2 separate regions of the Pan troglodytes genome follow, and region 2 is linked to region 1. Evidence: chromatin contacts called from public Hi-C data. All regions are on one chromosome and are shown on one strand. Each heading gives the region's core, a stretch centred on a gene start, on an enhancer-like site or on the middle of the called end of the contact. The rest is flanking DNA. Distances are from core to core; before and after follow the strand shown.

What was found. Hi-C and Micro-C count contacts between places; a contact is called where the count stands out from the background.
Region 2: a Hi-C map of stem cell-derived neural progenitor cells shows a contact between it and region 1, with 2.9 times the contacts expected there. The contact joins the promoter of NMNAT1 here to the enhancer-like site in region 1. A contact is called at or near these places in 1 of 7 Hi-C or Micro-C datasets (stem cell-derived neural progenitor cells) and 1 of 1 datasets of contacts at active chromatin or transcription factors (stem cell-derived excitatory neurons).

The regions. Positions count from the first base shown.
Region 1 is chr1:221,657,722-221,661,195 of NHGRI_mPanTro3-v2.0_pri, reverse strand. It overlaps KIF1B (kinesin family member 1B), which reads left to right. Exons shown (of 47, transcript NM_001374455.1): 30 at 1,796-1,886. Among named protein-coding and RNA genes, the nearest start is that of PGD, 60 kb to the right of the region's middle. Within about 2 kb of position 2,020, at least 8 of the 24 cell types and tissues checked have an H3K27ac peak or open chromatin away from gene starts, as enhancers often do. A contact at or near this core is called in stem cell-derived neural progenitor cells, where this site is marked.
Region 2 is chr1:222,046,319-222,050,115 of NHGRI_mPanTro3-v2.0_pri, reverse strand. NMNAT1 (nicotinamide nucleotide adenylyltransferase 1) reads left to right here and starts at 1,417. Exons shown (of 5, transcript XM_016953779.4): 1 at 1,417-1,505. It overlaps LZIC (leucine zipper and CTNNBIP1 domain containing), which reads right to left and starts at 1,277. Exons shown (of 7, transcript XM_001161245.6): 1 at 1,104-1,277.

The DNA of each region.
Region 1 (3,474 bases), core at 771-3,270:
AAAAGCTAGTATGTAGGGAAGATGTGATACCTCTCATTTCTCATCTACATAGGACTTGCTCTTTCCCGCGGCCCTCTCAAACCCTGTGCTCTGGATGCTTTCTTCTCAAGACTGCCCCAGGAAAACATTTTTTTGTGAATCTTCAGTTTTAATACCTCCAAACTTCAATTTGTCTTTTCAGTACTTGGAAAGGGCCACAGTACAAGAGACTGAAGTCTGACCCCTTCATACCTACCGCCCTCAGTTTGCCACTGGTGCCACCAAGAGGCTGCTTTGGGTTCTGCCATCCCTCTCCCCTCAGAATGTGCCTTGGCCGTCCCATGGGTCCTAGTGCAGTTTATAAAGCTTTTGTATAGGTTTTATCACAGAAAATTGAGTCAAATGTGATTTAAATTAAATGTGATCACTATATAGTAAGCCACTAATATCATTTGCTACAAGTCATAGTTGTTGGAATATTACCCATTGAGCATTGATTTCACCTATTTAATGTGTTTTCACTCATACCCTCAAACTTAGGGCAGGATAGTGTTCACCAGATGAATCTGTTTTTTGGAACTGTTGCTATTATTCTAATCAGGCAACTGATACGTTTTATGGAAAACATCTATTTGGTTAACTGATGTCTGAAGTGACAAATAATAGTGAGCTGACCTTTGTCCTACAATCTCCTAAAAAGAGCAGCATCTCTACCTGGTGTTAGCTCTGGGGAAAAGGGCATGTTGCTTCTGTTGAAAGCAGCCTCAAAGGCGTCCTGTGTTTTTATAGTCGCTCCTCTGGCCTGTGCCGGGAAGGTATGGCTGCAGAGCACTGTGAATGAGTTCACCTGTCGTCAGGGAACCCCAAGAGTGCTGCAGTGCCAGCAATACAGGAATCAGGGATTTGGAGCACTTGGCAAAAGCATGCTAGTGTTCTCAGACGGGTGAACTAATTTGGAAGACAACAAGTTCATACTACCAGTCTGTCTGTCCCCCCAATTGAAAATAGTTTCTTTTTCTCCATTTTTTCTTGATGGAAGGGGTGTCCTTCTGATGGATTTTTCTATCTGGCAGTAAATCTTTGTGTTGGGTCCTCTTTAACTGTGCAGTTCTTTTTATTTCAGACTAATAATAGGGAGAGAGAGAGAGAAAACGATAACATCTCACTATCTGTGAAAATAACTAAATATAGCCCATTGTTTTAACAAATCTTTCCAGAGTATCTTCCGTGTGTCGAGACCTGTGGGAAAACGCTTGCTGTCTGGGGGAGAGAGGCATATAAATACATTATTACAGTGAAATCATTGCTATTAAGGAAAAAAACATTACTAGTAATGTGGGAACACAAAACTGTCAGGGTAAGTCAGGAAAGGCTGCCTGGAAGAGGTGACATTTGAATCCACAACAGACTCTTAGGTAACTATGCCATCCACAGGCTCTCGCACTAACTGTGGAAGCTTGAGTCTGCTAAATTTTGTCTGTACAAAATGACATTGTTTTTATTTTTAGTAAAAAGCTTTTACAAAGGAAGAGGAGTTAATTGAATGTACTTCTTCACTCTCTCTAAAGCATTCTTGCATATACCTCCATATAGCTAAGTGATCAGGGTCAGTTAATTTTTCAGTCATTTTTGAAATAAAATCTAAAATGCCCTCTGTGCAATATGGAAAAGGTTCTTGACAAGGAATGTAAATAACTTAAAGAATCTGCTTAAGTGGAATGCTTCTTTCTATAGGATCCACATTGGGCTCTTGAAACAGATTCTGATAAAACCGTTTAATGCATTGTTCACGAGTCTTTTTATTTTTTTTATGAAGCTTTTTGCATCGCCATGATGAAGCATTCTCCACGGAGCCCCTCAAAAACAATGGCAGAGGAAGTCCCCTGGCCTTTTATCATGTGCAGAATGTAAGTGACATGGACCTTTTTGCCAAACATATGTTTTTCTGGTACCTTGGCTTTCTCAGCCCAGGAAGGGTGATAAGAAGAGGTACAAGTCACTGGCTGTGCAGGGGGAGAGTAGACAATAGAGGGCGTGGCTAGAGTGGTGAGGTCATCCACAGTGGCCTGAGCAGCAAGCCTTCTTGTCTGTATTACAATGGGCCTAGTGAATGTGGGTTCGTCTGCCAATAAAATCTTCCATCAGTTTGAATGCAATGAGTTGTTTTAGTGTTTCTGTCCTAGAAAAATAAGCATGCTTAATAAGAGTTTTATTAAAGTGAATGCATTGTCCTTTAAACCCTAAGATACTTATGTTGCTCGATTGCAAATAACAAAAAATATCAAATACCTTCTGTAGCTAAATTAAGATTTAGATCTGTTTTCCTTGCAACTGATAGTATAATTAACACATTAATGCCCTTTACAACTGTATTCCAACGTGGAGTAAGAAAACAGACCCTTCCCTCTCTTATGTGAAATTTCATTCAAACTCTATTCCAAAGTCATTATCCTCATCACAATAGCTAATATTCACTGAGAGTTTATTTTGTGTTAGTCACTGTTCTGAGAGTTTTTGTGTAATTTAATCTTTACCTTTATACCATAGATTAAGATAATCCCTGTGTTAGCTGAGATGACTGAAGCATAGAGCAATTAAAGTCACTCATCAGGCTGGGCACAGTGGCTCACACCTGTCCCGGCACTCTGGGAGGCCGAGGCAGGTGGATCACTTGATGTCAGGAGTTTGTGACCAGCCTGGCCAACATGGTGAAATCCCATCTGAGACACGAGAATTGCTTGAACCCAGGATGGGGGGGTTGCAGTGAGTTGAGATTGTGCCACTGCACTCCAGCCTGGGCAAGAAAGCGAGACTCCCATCTCAAAAAAAATAAAAAAGTAATAATAAAAATAAAGTTACTCATCAGTGTTACAAGAGGCAGAGATAGGACTTAAGCTCAGAGAAATGTAGCTCTGGTATTCAGGATATTCACTACTACATGAAACTGTCTCTCATTCTCTTGCTAACCATGTCTGCTATCTAAAGTAAGAGAGGAAAGGAGAACTTCAAAGATGGAACAAGCAAACACAAAATATGCCATCTTCTTTTTCATGTTGGTATAAATATAAGCAAGCATGTATCTGATAAACTTTGATCAGCTGCTGTGCACAAGGATTGTGCCTGACAACTGGGGAATGCAGATGAATCTCAGATGCTCCCAGTGAGCTTCGAATCATGATAGGGGAAATAAAATGCATACATAAACACCAGTCATGCAAAGATGAACATGAGAAAATATTCACTAAATGCAGTGGGAGTGGAGAAAGGGAAAGTTATTTCTATTAATGGAAAGCTATTTTAAATTACTTCTTGTTGGGGAGGATAGTTGGGTGGAGAAAGGGAATAGGAAGCTCCCTGAAGGATGTAGTATAAGCAAGAAAAGGTGTGTCAAACTTGGCATTGTGCCTGGCACATAGGCCATAGTCAGTACATGCATGGATGTGCTGGAAGGGCCTTCCAGGCAGGGTTGCAGCCTGGGCCAGTCCTCGGCACAGC
Region 2 (3,797 bases), core at 168-2,667, 390 kb before region 1:
TTTTTTGAGATGGAGTCTCACTCTGTCGCCAGGCTGGAGTGCAGTGGCACGATCTCGGCTCACTGCAACCTCCGCTTCCCAGGTTGAAGAGATTCTCCTGCCTCGGCCTCCCAAGTAGCTGGGATTACAGGCACGCACTACCACGCCCAGCTAATTTTTGTATTTTTAGGAGAGACGGGTTTCACCATATTGGCCAGGATGGTCTCGATCTCTTGCCCTCGTGATCTGCCTGCCCCGGCCTCCCAAAGTGCTGGGATTACAGGCGTGAGCCACCGCACCCGGCCTTTACCTTTTCTTTATACACCAGCATCCAGCACAATCTTGGACAGACAAAAAGTGCCGAATAAACAACTGGTAGATGAATAATGAGAATTGATTGCTTCTTCTTTAGCATTCAAATCTTTTTTTTTTAATTTTTTTTGAGACGGAGTCTCGCTCTGTCGTCCAGGCTGGAGTGCAGTGGCGCGATCTCGGCTCACTGCAACCTCAGCCTCCTGGGTTCAAGCAATTCTCGTGCCTCAGCCTCTCCAGTAGCTGGGACTACAGGCATGCGTCACCACATCTGGCTAATTTTTGTATTTTTAGTAGAGATGGGGTTTCACCATGTTGTCCAGGCGAGTCTCGAACTTCTGACCTCTGGTGATCCACTTGCCTCAGTCTTCCAAAGTGATGGGATTACAGGCGTGAGTCACCGCGCCCAGCTCAAATCTTATTCTCTATTTAGCACTTATTTCTGCCTTTAATTATATATGATTTTATTATAATACGTTATCTCCTCTGACTAAACTCTGGAGAACAGAATATGAGTCTGATTCCTCTCTCAGCTTTCTCAGTACCTAATACAGAATAGAACGTCGATAATTTGGTCACGTATATAAAGGCTCAACATATTTTAAGGAGCTAAAGCTATTCTGAATACATTTCAGTAAAAATGGGTGCATTTTAAAAGCCTTAACCTGGTACTACATTAGTTGAGATTTATCCCCGAAAGATAAACTCGTTGGCACCACCTAGTAGTCACTAAATGTGGTGCACTTTTACGAAACTACAGAAACCGCTCTCAGACACTGTATCTGGAGCGGAGGGTCCTCATTCATGCTCACCTGTCTCTTAGTACTCTGATCTCTGCACAGTGCCGACCGGTCTCAAATTGCACAAACCTCCAGTTCTTGACGTTCCGAGTGTCATAAACTTCAGGAAAATGAAATTATTCATCAGGACTACAAAAGGCTCAAAGTTCAAACCACCTCGGGGTGGAGATGCTGGAAAAAAGGAAACCATTAACAAGTAATTGTATTTGCTATATATAAACTTGCCCTAAGGCAGTCCAGGTAACTTCCACTTGAGCAGCCTGAGACATCAAGGACGGGGGCACTTTCCCCCTCGACTGCGCCTACCGCAGCCTTTCTGAGTTTCTTCCTAGCGAGGCCGAGAGGGTCTTTGAGGACAATCCCGCATCCGGACACGCCTTGAGGGATGGCGTCAAACCCAGAGGCTTGGAAAAGGTAAGGGCGGAGAGCACGCCTCTTTCTTGAAAGTGAGGAGGGTTTGGCCCAGAACCAACAGGACTGGGTGAAGAATCAGCTCCGGCCACCGCAGCAAATCCCACCCCACGCGGGAACTTGAAGTCCGGCACGTAGGTCCCGCGGCGGCCGGGCTCCAACAGGCCCCAATTGCCACCAGAGGTAGCCGTAAACCCACGGTCCCCGAAACTCCTTCCGGGCCTCCCTGACAAAAACTGGGACAACCTCCTTAGGCCCCCGGGATCCCCCCTGTGCCGCCTGACCGCCCGCCAGTCCCAGAGTTTAGGGCCAGGGGCCCCGCCTACCTGAGGGCCCTGGCCTGGCGGACCGCGCCGGGGGAGCACTTCCGCTGGACGCACGCACTTCCGGCCCCCTGGAACCAATGAGAGTGCGACCGAGATGTTCCACTCGCTGGCGTCCGGGCCGCTGGTGATCTCCGGTAGCACTCGGGCCGGCGGACAGTGAGGGCGCGGTAAGCTCCCCGCAAGGAGCCCCTGAGAAACTGGTCCCTTTTTGTCCTAGATATAGGGGAGTCCAAGATGGTGTGGTGGAGTCTTTAGAGTCGAATATGACCCGAGGCAAGCTCATATTCAGGTTTGGGGCAAGGAGCTTTGATTGACCCTTAATTTTTTCAGTGGAACGGAAAACTTCGGTAAAATAGCTTCTGACCTTCGGAACAGATGGATTCACCTTGGAAAGGAAAAATCTCTTTCTAGAAGAGTCTTGAGGTCTGGCACCTTTAGGCTTAACGGGGGACGGCTGGGCGTCAGAGGAGGAAATCCTTCATTCCGAACGACTTCCCTTTCCTCCTAAATCCTTCTTTCCAAATCTGTAAAAGACTACATCTACTTTGCTGGAGGTGGTTTGACACTCATGCTCCTTGAGAAGGAGGTAATGAGCTGTAGGGCAGCTCTTAAAAAGTTACCCTTGGCCGGGCGCGGTGGCTCACGCCTGTAATCCCAGCACTTTGGGAGGCTGAGGCAGGCGGATCACGAGGTCAGGAGTTCGAGACCAGCCTGGCCAACATAGTGAAACCCCGTCTTTACTAAAAATACAAAAAATTAGCCGGGCGTGGTGGTGGGCGCCTGTAATCTCAGCTACTCGGGAGGCTGAGGCAGGAGAATCGCTTGAATCCTGGAGGCGGAGGTTGCAGTGAGCCGAGATCGCGCCATTGCACTCCAGCCGGGGCGACAGTTCGAGACTCCATCTCAAAAATAAAAATAAAAAAAAGTTACCCTTGGCTGTCGCGGTGTGACACCTGTAAACCCAGCACTTTGAGAGGCCGAGGTGGGAGGATCATTTGAGCCCAGGCTGGGCAACATAGCAAGACCCTCATAACAAAAAATTAAAAATAAAATTACCCAGAAACTGGTTGGAACTATTTAATGATGGTCTTAGTCCATCTTCCTGAAGTAGTCCACAGAACAACATCAGTGTTCATGGTAGAATTGTTTCATCAGGGCAGTCTTTTTTTAAGTAACAATGTCTTGTTAAAAAACAAGAGCTGTGTTGCCCAGGCTGGAGTGCAGTGGTGTGATCATAGCTCACTGCAGCCTTGAACTCCTGGGCTCAAGCGATCCTCCGGCCTTGGCCCCTCAAAGTGTTGTGGTGATTGGCACAAGCCACCGACAGACCTGGAGTCTGAAGTTAGTTATATTTCAGCTACCCAGGATAAACTTCTAACTGTGATTACCACAGAACTCTACCAAAACTAATTGTTTCTCTTAGTTCTGTCTGATTGTGGAATCTCTTTATTACCATCAATTGTTTTTCAGAGTTATAATTTGAATATGAAACCATTTTTCTAGCCCACCTTAGAGAAGACTGTTGACACACTAGTTGAAATGGTTGCAATAGCCTCTACCTTGCAAGACACTTCAGATTCAAAGAATTTCCTTTGCAAAAGTCGGCCGGGTGCAGTGACTCACGCCTGTAATCCCAGCACTTTGGGAGGCCAAGGCGGGCAGATCACTTAAGGTCAGGAATTCAAAACCAGCCCGGCCAACATGGTGAAACCCCATCTCTACTAAAAATACAAAAATTAACCAGGCGTGGTGGTCCATGCCTGTAATCTTAGCTACTCAGGAGGCTGAGGCATGAGAATCGCTTGAACTCAGGAGGTGAATGCTGCAGTGAGCCAAGATCGCGACGCTGCACTGCAGCCTGGGTGACAGAGCAACTCCGTCTTAAAAAAACAAAACAAAACAAAACAAAAGAAGAAAAAAATAAAAGTACCTATTAATGCAATTATCTTTCAATTTTGATTCATAAATA